Regions from separate parts of the Cydia pomonella genome. Here all the other regions are linked to region 3. Evidence: chromatin contacts called from public Hi-C data. All regions are on one chromosome and are shown on one strand. Each heading gives the region's core, a stretch centred on a gene start, on an enhancer-like site or on the middle of the called end of the contact. The rest is flanking DNA. Distances are from core to core; before and after follow the strand shown.

Region 1 (3,932 bases), core at 1,134-3,633, 400 kb before region 3:
CGCGACAATATTAGTGCGACTGTGACAGTTGCGTTTCGTTCGCCACGGAGCGTGAACGATAGGCACGTTGGCTACGCGGGCTGTTCTAGTCTAACAATTTGCAGGCTTATTGCCATAGGTATTGTTCATAGCATTCTTCAACTTTGTTGTAAGAACTTACACAATAACAAAAAAGTCTGTGTTTTTCTGCAATTTTGCATACATATGTTGTCCATATAGTAATTTAAATTGTATTTTTTCTTATTTAATCCATGTTAATTATAAGATGTAATGTTTTAAAAAAATGTGTCCGGTCCATATTGAGATAATCGCCTCCAATTGAGGGGGGATTAAAATCTTCTCGGGTCAGAGGTGCCTTTATTTGACGTTCATAAGCGCATTTTAATATGCCTATTTGAATAATAAACTGTCATGTTATTTGCTGCTTTCTGTGGCTGGAGAAACTCAAATTTCAACCCTTACTGATTATGAATTAATGATATAAATAATACGAAAAAAGGTATCTGTCTTTATTTCGCATTAAGATCATTTTTGTCCCAGGGAAAGATAGAAGATAGTTTGTATCACGGAAATAACAATTCTACATGGACAAACTTGTGGGCAAAAGCTTGTATAGAATATTTTTATTAAAAAAAGTGTCCATATTTGAAGCCGTAAAGTAAAAAAATTGTGTAACAGACAGGCAACATTGAGTCACCTCATAATTTTACAACCTGCATAAAGATAACAGGTACCCCATATGTAATGTGATGGTTCATTTGAGAATTGACCATCTATACAAGTAGCCATAAAACACTCATAAACTGAACATAATGATGTGTTGTACTCATTCACAACATACCACAGTCTTGTATTAGGTATTACATAATAAACGGATCATATACGGTGGCATTTAAAATTTTTCCTTATTGAGAATCTAAATCTAAAAGTATAATGACCCACTTTTGACATGTTGCTTGTGCTGAACATCTTCTCTAAGGGTCTCATTACAATATTTTGTTTAAAAAAGTAGAGTCATAAAATTTAGTCTGTATTGAAAAAAAACCCGTTTTCAATTCTTCTGGTCTTTTTTTGTGACTAGGACTAAAATGGATGATTATTTGCCGTCTAGCACACAAGTCTTGGTCTTCTCAACTGACATTTTGGCAGAGTTCCTAATCATTAAAATCCTGATGCATTGAAAAACGTTTATTTTATTATTTATTATTATTATTTATTATTCATTGTTCGGAGAACCAACAGCTATAGATTGCATTATTTTTTATTGTATTAATGCATGTGTATTTATAGTATAGTGTTCCAAATTAATATGTATGAGTCATTATGTACTTGAAATAAACAAATTTAATTTTTTTATTTTATTTCATAATGCATCCTTTTTAACAAAATTGTACTTTATATTACCTGTGCTAAATAAGACATTGCAGTGGGGGTCAGTCAGCTTCTCGAACCTCTGTATGGCGTCTGCCACCACCGCTGAGTACAGGTGGCCTAGGTGCGGGGCTGCAACAATTAATATTACAACTAGAACAAGTAACTAGGCCCTGTTGTCACTTTTTATCAAGCAAGACTATGGTCAACCACTGTTTAGTATGAAAAAAGTATTTTATATTAAGCTTTGAACTGTTATTTGAAGCCCAACATAAATAAACAATCTGAGATAAATGAACTTGATTTTCTGTAACAGCTCAGTCACACCACAAATTCTCCCCAGCTCCCCACTCCATCCATATAGCATAGCAAATGGTCATTTTATAAAAACTTTTCAGCTTGTGAAGTTGTTTCAATTATTTTTAATTTTAAACAGTGTTACCGTTCCGTTTTTAATTTAACAACTTTCAAAATGGATTATGACTATTTAAAAGCGACTTTGTTACAATTATATTGCTGAATCAATTCAAGTTAAATAACTTATGGAAATAGTTTCCCTAAGGCTATAGATAAAATAATGATGTTTGTATCATGACTGACTTATTAATACCTAGCGCCGATCGCGGCGCTAAAACGACTGCGGACTCGACTCGAAATACGATTGGAGTTGGAGCTACAGCTTAAAATAATTCACATAACAACAGCCAGAAAAAGTCAGCAAAAGAACTTAAATGAAACAACTTACCGGCATTCACATAAAAGATCGGGGTAGAAACGAAAAATGGTCTTTTCTGAACAACAGAAGAAAATAATAATCGTAACGTTAATCTCATGTTTATTTTGGAAAACCTCAAGAGGTAACCTCGATGGAACAATTTTATGAGAGAAAGGTCACTCGAAATGAATGCACTTGCCGCTTATCTCTGTCTGCCGGCAAAGTAAACTGTTATACCATCGCATGTGATAAAACAAGATACATCTGTTTGATAATTACGATGAAAATTGTCTTTCAAGAGGAAAACATTTCCACGAGACAGGTTAAAAGTATTATGAAAATAATTTAGGAAATAGCTTTAACTAAAGCATTTTTGTTGAAAAGGTGAGGTCGTTAATTTAGCTAGGTTATACGTTCTGTGTTCCGATTTACGTACTGTTTGACAACTCTGGGTCAAATGTCAAATGTTATGAAAAGATGATACTTGTATTACAAAATTTTCGAAAAAAAATAATATCAGGTGTATTTACGATACGCTACGATCTCTAATTACTATTTATGGTTTATTTTTGCAGAAATTGCCTGTTTTCAGTGCTAAATTGTTTAAATAATATTTAACTACATTTTGATTTGGCTGATAGTCAATAATTTCCACCACCATATGGTCACTATCATTTTTTTAAGAAAAAGTTTGACAGTTGTGAGCTCCCTACCAAATTAGGATGACCAAATATCCGGTGCTTAGGCTCACATGCGCAAACTGTACGAATTACTTCCGTATTTGATCGTATTGCCACAAAAATCAATCGATTGATCATTTTTGTTGTTATTTCGTAGTGATGATACAATCAAGATTATTACAGTATTATTGAATTGTGACTATAATTTTTATCACAATGTCCCAAGGGAAGATAGTTTTAATGGCTTGTGGCAGCTTCAGCCCACCAACTTACATGCATTTACGAATGTTCGGTGAGTTGTTATTGCGTAGACAATTTTCCTATTTCTTACAAGAAAACGCGACCGAGGTGTTTAAGTGTGACGGTCATATCATGTTAATTATATGTTAGTGGCCGTGCTGGTTTCTATGATGTATTAACGTCGGTTAAGTAAGTAGTTTCAATGGTATTAGCTGATGTTTCAGAAATCGCCAGAGATTATATTCACACGCTGGGTTTGGGCACGGTGGTCGGCGGCATAGTGTCTCCTGTGCATGATAAATATGGCAAGAAGGACTTGGTGCCCGCACACCATAGGTAAGTCCTTTATTCTAGTTCAAGATGGAGTAACTTTCTGAAGGAAGATATGTTCTTGCCAACAAAGAGCTTATCATTCATGGCTGTGTGTCCTTAATAATTCAATCCTTTATTGTCTTCAGTAGAAGAACAGGTTCCTGAGTCAGATAAATGCTTCATTCTTGCCTGAACATCATTATCTTCATAAATTAGTGGCTATATATACAATAGTATAGTTAGAACAAGTCTAATGTTGTAACCCAATAGCTATGTTATCCACCATCCACCATAACCAAATTTATGGTTTGGCAAATTGCCAAGTTTTATAGTTTATAGTTTAGAATATTGATCTGGTTTGTGGTTTGCAGAAACTGCAGTTCTTATGCACAAGTCAAGCATCAGGCATATAACTTACTAATTTTTCTATTCACACATGATTACCATCTTTGTGAGAATTGTTTTATTTAACCTTGTGATGATGTGTGTACATTTTGTATACCTATATTGAACATTTTATTTTCAGTTTTTATTGAATAATAGGTTTGAAATTAAAAAACAAAACAATTGCTTATGGACCTCAGAAGGTACCGTGTATGTATAATAGTCTTTCA
Region 2 (4,065 bases), core at 453-2,952, 380 kb before region 3:
TCAATTTTAGCAAAATCGGCTCTGTAGTTTCATGCTGCAATGGAAGAGGTAATATAGGTCAAATCAAATGTGTGACTAGTAATAATCTTATCAGGATGCTTATACTAATCCAAACTCCTACTACATTCTTATCACTAATCTTTTTGTAATCATCAGATTAACCAGGAAGTAATAAAACAATGAATTAAGAGTCACATTCACATTACATGATAATCATGATATTGTACCATTTTTCCAATTTGAATCAACATACCTAGGCTAGGAAACAAAGTTGATTCTTGATTTCCTCATAGCATTCACAGAAAGATCTCAATTGTAAAGAGTAGTATTAGTAAGCTACAACTGGGTGAAATGTAATACTACTCTGTGGAGGAATATTTTAGTAAAAAGTAGAATTAATGTAACAATTACGAGTACTTATATGTGTTTATAAATGAAATATTATTATTATTGGGTTGATTATGTTTTAAATTTAAATTTTCCTCTTAATGAAATTTAGTCTCAGTATTTATTCTTCATGACATTATAATTTTCTGTTTATTTATTATTATGTCTTAAATTTAATTTTACGTTATGTTATGTTTTATAAGTATTTTATGAGATTTTTTTTTTTGTGTCTTACGAAAATTTATTTTATAGGAATTGTTTGTGTATATTAGATAAGAAAATTTATATGTAAATTAATTTCAAACACAATGTAAATTGTTTATGAATAAATATGACTATGACTAATATAGTTTATTTGAATACATACTTAAAAGTGTCTGCCGTCCCAGTGGTAATCCCCGCAGGCCGCTCCACCTGCAGCCCGGCATCCTTCAGCCGCAGGTAGAACTCGTCGTCCTCCAGCCCCCAGCCCCAATAGTTGTTGGACATGCCGTGCACCAGCTCAAAGTGCTCCCGTGTGATCAGCAAGATCCCTCCGATAAATGTTGCATAGTGATAGTTAGGATGCGTCTGCGGTGACGATATGTGAACAGGATTTGCAGCTGGATATGTATACTTCAAATCATCATTCATAGGTAATAAATCCACGTCATGCATCGCTATATAGTCAAAGTCTTTCTTCGTATGTAAAAAACCCACATTAATTAAAGAAGCTCGGTTGAAACGGTTGTTATCCTTCTGCTGGATCACAAATATGTGGAATGGGATCCCTTGCCTGTTTAAAAAGTCGTGCATATGCGGGACGAACTCTAGAAGCTCTTCAAATCGATCTCTAAATGGTACTATTACTGCTAATCGCTCCTTTTGAGACAAACTTGAGATATGTGTTTGAACTGGTTTAGGTGATGGCAGCTTCTCTGAGGACAAAAATTGTGAGTGTTTAATGTGCTAGCAATGATGTAGAAATATTTCTGAAGTGATTACTTACCGTTTTCTATAGGAAGTAAGGCCAAATAACAACCTACGATACAAGTTAGTCCCAAACATATAAAGAGACATTTGGAGCCGCACATACGAGAACCCATTAAACAATAAATTTGGATATTGACTAGTAGATAGAATTAGGAGCTACGAAGCATAATTATGGAAAACGAATGACTATATTATTTAAAAATAATTAAATATTATGAGAAATCTTCAACAACTCATACAATCATTGGTGTTTTTCGATTGTCAAACTCAAACAAGCGTCGATGCGTGTAGTGAAATTGACAGCTGACATATTTTGCTCTCGGACTTTGCTCGTACAAGTCGGACATGCCATTTTTAAGGGCAGATCCAAAGAGCATATAATCACTACGTGGCAGATCGGGCAGATCAGGACAGATATTTTATAAATAATTAGTATTTACTGTTATTTCAATTAAGATCATCGTAAATAAGATATTTCGTATTATATATTTTTAAAAATAGATGAAGTCCAAACATCCAAAAGGTTAAATAAAACGTTTCAATAGTTTGACATTAGGTTCAGTGTTTACAAAGACTGTTTTAAATATACACGCAAATAAAACACAAAAATATTGTTAATTCATTTTTATAATCTGGAAATATGTTTTAATAACTATCGTATTAATAAAAATGCGAGACCATAATAAATTTTCGTATGAAAACTTTATAAATTCAATCTCATCGAGCACGATGGTTAGTACTAAAATATCAGTAATAGATGGCAGCACATATCATAAATTATATCACAAAAGTAACAATATATTGCAAAAAAAATCGGTAAAAGTCCAGATTCATTTATGTGTCCCAGAACAATGGAAGTAGTAACAGTAGCTGTGACAGTAGTGTTCGTGGTTGCCACTATATCTAGTATAAAAACTGGAAGAAGAGGTAACACAACACAACCAACCGGCCTCTAACCCAATCCTCTAATCTAACCACATCCAGGAAATCGATGGATGAGAAAGTTGCACAATCGGAAATGCCCTTTGTCAAGTGGGCGGTTTTTCAGCTTATATGGTGCCGATGGCGTCTTTATCATAAATCATAACAGCCGTCTTCGTCGGCAAAGGTCGCTTCCCTTTTTGTAGCTAGGTTGTAGTAAATAAGTGTAGGCACTTCGTTAATATTAGTGCCAAATAATTGGCTAACCACTGAGTCACCATAATAACTTATTAATTACCTCATCCTACCTCATTAATTTAAACCTTTAAGGCGTCTACAGACGTTGCAACAAATGGCCACATAATGACTCAGATGATTATGTGGACTCAGTGGTCAGCCAATTATTTGGCACTAATATTAACGAAGTGCCTACACTTATTTAATTGAATTGCGGAGGTATTATGTAGCTATACCTACCTTATTAATTTAAATCTATGCACATTTAAGGCGTCTACAGACGTAGCAACAAATGGCATACGATTTTATACAATTGCTAAGTACGTAGTAGAAACGGATTTAATTAATCGACCAAATGCCGCTAGCTGCAATGCATCTTATTGCAAATTGCATGCAATTATCGGTGATGTTTGGAAAGGTCATTAGACAATATCTGAATACAGTGACCAATCATTGACCATAGAAATTAAGACCCTGATTTTTTGAATTCATTTCGTGTGTGTACCATAGGTACAATATGCTACCGTTCTCATTGGCACGTGATTTCCTTCCGATAAAAATGCTCTATTGTATAATTTACACCACTTAACTTTTTACTGAGGTAACCTGCACTTCATAGCGTTTGTCGAAAGGTCGGCTTAGACTGCAGTATATCGATTCATCAGCCTATTCGTTATTAATTAGACCATTGGCTCAATTCAAGCCTGATACCAGAGACAACTATAATATAAAGACTGTTAATCACCGTTCAACGTCGCGTGTCTGAGGGCCTACCGCGAACCACGTTCGACGTGTTGCCTCTCTGTCGCACTTGTAAATTCGTACGTAAGCGTGACAGGGAGGCAACACGTCGAACGTGGTTCGCGGTAGGCCTTCTGGCCAGCGAGTGGTAGACGTACAATGCTAACCCTTAAAAAGTTTCGGATAAAAAAAAAACATTTTTAAAAACACTTTCAGGCACCCAAGAATTGGACTCAGCAAAATTAATATTATGAACCTAATCTGGAGGGGTCTACTAGTAGCTACCGAAGAGTTTTACTAAAAACGTATTCTACAGCGGAATTGATATACGGGACATAAAGGGGACGGGAAAAATACGGGACGCGATACATACATACATACGGTGACAGTCCCGTATACACGGGACGTAAGGCAACCCTAACTGAAGCAAGGAACTGGAGCAAGGAGGGGTTAGCAAAACATGATACAGAGACAGTTTAATATAAGTACATTTTCCTTCTAAAAACAACATTGGTCAAATAGGCCTCCCTTCATTATTAAAACCCGTATCAATATTTTTTATAGTATTTACAGAGATGGTGGGATAATCTAGAGAGCGTACCGCGAACAGCGAAGTTCAGAAATTGCGGGCATCTTTCTTTTTTACTCCAAGCAAGGCGTAATTTAGAGTGACAGAGAAAGTTGCCTGCTTTTCGAACTTCGGCGTTCGCGGTAGGCCCTGAGACGCCTTCCTCAACAACGGGCCGGAAGAAGTACTAGATCGGGAGTCGTAGAGATCAAGGGCGAGGCCTTTGCCCAGTAGTGGGA
Region 3 (3,758 bases), core at 647-3,146:
ACCCTACACTGAGCATGGCCCACTTGCTTTTGGCTGATCTTTAATAAATTACCTTAATATTTCGTATTGAAGCCGTACTTATACCTATAGTAAAACATTCCTTCGTACGAAACTGATTTGTCACAAGCCACGACACTAATCTTTCCTAAGCAACCAATTACCAATCTCAATCATTTTTTGCCAAAAAAGATTAGTCTAATACGTCATGTCTTCTACATTCTGTAGCAATAAATCAACATGTTAAAAGCCATGACACGTGAAGATATTCCAATTTAGATCTTATGACTATACAATCGTTGGCACTTACCGCCCCTGTTACACGCAGTATAGTTTATCTGTGCCGATTAAGTGGGATTATATTAGAACGACCACCCGCGTAAAATGGCAGCTGTCAAATTTTGCCGCCATTTTTTGCTAATGGGGATTATGTTGATTTAGAATTTTACAAGTTACACGGATTTTTAACTAAATAGGACTTAACGCTTGACGGCTTCATCTTATCAAAACGGTTTGATGTGAAGCAAGGTTTTCATTTGTTTCACTTGGTTTTGTTAATTTATGGGCACAAAATGTTTTATTAGGAACATTGGGTATACTCGTAGAATAAGTTAACACAGTTATTTGTAAAGTCAATGCACAAGTTTCCATCCAGGCTCTAGTTTAGTTTTGTCGACTTGGCTAAGTAGCAAATAATATATTACATTTTTAATTCGCAACACGAGGATTATCATTTTTATGTACTTAAATATTTTGTTTCGACATTAAGGATTGCAATAAGTACAAATTTGTGCGGCAGAGTAATATATTTTTCAATTTTTTCACCACACCAACTGGTAAAGGCCCTCGTCATTGTGAAAAACTAATGAGAAAGTTGATGCAAATTTTGAGTCGGTTCCTTATGTTAGCTGGTAGAATTGACTTTTTTGGATGATACATTTTTAATTAAGTTCATTTGGATTTGATTTGGTTTGATTTTTTTTTTGGTATTTCATAGTTAGTATTTTCCTCGCGTTGATGTGGTGAAAAATGTTGTGTTTCACTCGGAGGCAAAGTTTGTTTAACCCTCGTGCCTTGAAACCCTCGCAACGCTCAAGATTCCAGTTCTCGAACCACTCGCTACGCTTGGGGTGTCAATTTTGGAATCTTTCGCTTGCTCGGGTATCAATATTAGCACGAGCGGTTAAACAACAACTTTGCCCCCTTGTAAAACAAATAACTATATTTTGTTATTAAAGTTCAAAAGGCGCAAATTTCATTTTTTTTTTTAAACGAGTACCTTTGTTAAATTTTCCGCTCCACCAAGCTTCGGCTAAGTACATTCAAGGAAACTGTTAACTGAATGGCATATTTAATTTTCATTGTACAGCGTTGTTGTAACCAGTTGTAACACATTGTTATAAATATAACACAAAGGGGTTGCTACCGTCATCTAGTGGGTGACATAAACATTATTTATGACGTTTGCTACGCCATCTATGTCTCTGTTCACTAACTACGATGAACTACAACGGCTATTGAAAGCCAACTGTTGCAAAAGAATGTCGTTAGATGTCGTAGCGTTCCATTTTACGGTAAAATTTTATTATAAGAGATTCATAATGAAAATTTATTAATTATTTCAACACAACAAACATGCACTTTAATAGCAAATAATACATCGTAAAGTTTGGTAATAAAAAGATACCCTTAGAGTAAGTTATAATTATGAACAAGATGTTAAATAAACATTAAACGAAATAGTTTTTATAATTAAATACATAAACATGATTTCTCAATTTATTATCAATATAATAATTATAAAATAATTTTATGTTATATTAGTAATTTTTCCTCAAAGTTCTGACGTGAAAAGTAAAATCATTGTAGACAGTGCTGCCAACTTCTCGTCGGTGACCGAGATAGATCGGAAATCCACCATTTTCCCTTTGTAGCTAACCGGTGTTCAAAACACGTGCGTACTATCAAGTTACATGGAAAACTGGCGTGTTCCGAGCTAGAAATAACAAATAAACCGTCTGAAAAAGTGCGCCGTGTTTAAGTAGTCAGGTGACGTGTGTAGTAAATCAAAATGAACACCGAAAAGCTGAAGAAATTGCAATCGCAAGTGCGTATCGGCGGTAAGGGCACACCGAGGCGCAAGAAGAAGGTTGTGCACGCCACAGCCGCAACAGACGACAAGAAACTCCAGTCTTCCCTCAAAAAACTGTCAGTAAACACAATCCCTGGCATCGAGGAAGTTAATATGATCAAAGATGACGGCACTGTGATACATTTCAACAACCCTAAAGCGCAGGCCTCGCTCGCGGCAAATACTTTCGCTATCACCGGTCATGGAGAGAACAAGCAGATTGCGGAGATGCTCCCTGGTATCCTGAGTCAGCTCGGACCTGAAGGCCTCAACCAGCTGAAGAGACTGGCGTCCAGCGTGGCCGCGCCAAAGCCGCTCGAGGAAGATGACGAGGTACCAAACCTCGTTGGTAACTTTGATGAGGCGTCGAAACAGGAAGCCAAGGAGGTCGTCGCCGACGACAAGAAGGAGGACAAGAAACCTGAGACAGAAACCAAAGCCGCCGACAAGAAAACCGACTAACTATCCCCATTATGACAGGAGTGATCTAGGTTTTTAATTTTGCTCATTCAAGTGTCTTTATAACAAACACTAGGGTTTCCAAAGCCTAACCAAGTGTCTCAAACATTTATTTTATTATTTAGTATTTGTGTTCCTAAATAAATGTACTTTCAATTAGTGGTTTTGCATTTATTTGAAGTTTTTATGTGTGAAGTGCTAAAAGGGACACTAGTGTGCCTTTGCCTGTACTTAGAAAAAAGGGGACACAGTTTTGTTTTTAAACATTTGACTCCGTGACTTTGGAAATCCTGTATAGAGCCATCCTGTATGAAACGAAAAAGCTTGTCTCTCCTTCAACGCTACTAATATTTCTACTTTAAATTACCGCATAATGGGATATTCTGTCAATCATAGGTCCTAGTTAAGTGTTGTAATAAACCTATTGTTGAGATATTGGCAATATGATAAAAAGTCTATGTATGGCATATATACATTTATTTTTTACACTGCACTGGCATATAGGAATATATTATTATATATTAGTAAAGTAAGGTGAGTGACACACCTTATCATATTTTTAAATGGTATTTTCTAAAGTTGTTGATTCATGTCCGGTTGAAGGAATTTGCTTTCTCATTTTTTAATAGAAGAGAAATAGGTTAAAACAAAAGAATCTTAGTCACCGAAAGCTCGTTAGGTTTCAGAGCTGACATTGTATAATAAAACCATAAAAATTGTAAAATTTAAAAGGTTAGAGTTTTATGAGTGTGTAAGCATGACATTAAAACTTTGATCACTGTAATTTGGACTTTTATTTGAATTTCCTTAAACCATGCCTATTACAACCTTCAGAAACATTGAATTCAAATCAAAAGTAATTTTAAAACTATTCTAGCTCATTTATTGCAATGTAAACAAAGGCAAATGTTTTTTGCATATAAATACTGCAATAAAATTTAAGGTTATTTGATAACTTAACCTTGGCTAATAGTTTAAGTTGTCACTTAACACATGTTGCAAAAATAGTATTCTATGCAATATTTAGCTATTTTAACTCGATTTTTACTAGAATATGTTATTATTGCGTGTCTAAGCGTGGGAACAATATGATTCCCGCCCAAAATGAGGAGGCCATTCGAGGAAATCAAACCGCAAGACAACAGCCTCGATAAGTGGTTATAAACGATTA

Evidence for each region. A called contact is a pair of places that touch in the nucleus more often than the background predicts.
Region 1: a Hi-C map of whole body shows a contact between it and region 3, with 6 times the contacts expected there. The contact joins the promoter of LOC133529909 here to the promoter of LOC133529511 in region 3. A contact is called at or near these places in 2 of 2 Hi-C or Micro-C datasets (both in whole body).
Region 2: a contact with region 3 is called in a Hi-C map of whole body, with 5 times the contacts expected there. The contact joins the promoter of LOC133529567 here to the promoter of LOC133529511 in region 3. A contact is called at or near these places in 2 of 2 Hi-C or Micro-C datasets (both in whole body).

Annotation. Positions count from the first base shown.
Region 1 is chr21:15,684,579-15,688,510 of ilCydPomo1, reverse strand. LOC133529909 (methionine--tRNA ligase, mitochondrial) reads right to left here and starts at 2,383. Exons shown (of 14, transcript XM_061867711.1): 1 at 2,117-2,383; 2 at 1,405-1,503. The coding sequence starts at 2,204. LOC133529566 (nicotinamide/nicotinic acid mononucleotide adenylyltransferase 1) reads left to right here and starts at 2,855. Exons shown (of 8, transcript XM_061867313.1): 1 at 2,855-3,058; 2 at 3,231-3,342. The coding sequence starts at 2,983.
Region 2 is chr21:15,661,282-15,665,346 of ilCydPomo1, reverse strand. It overlaps LOC133529567 (beta-1,4-galactosyltransferase 7), which reads right to left and starts at 1,702. Exons shown (of 3, transcript XM_061867314.1): 1 at 1,376-1,702; 2 at 755-1,304. The coding sequence starts at 1,472.
Region 3 is chr21:15,285,130-15,288,887 of ilCydPomo1, reverse strand. LOC133529511 (transcription factor BTF3 homolog 4) reads left to right here and starts at 1,896. Exons shown (of 1, transcript XM_061867236.1): 1 at 1,896-3,371. The coding sequence starts at 2,069. The coding sequence ends at 2,590.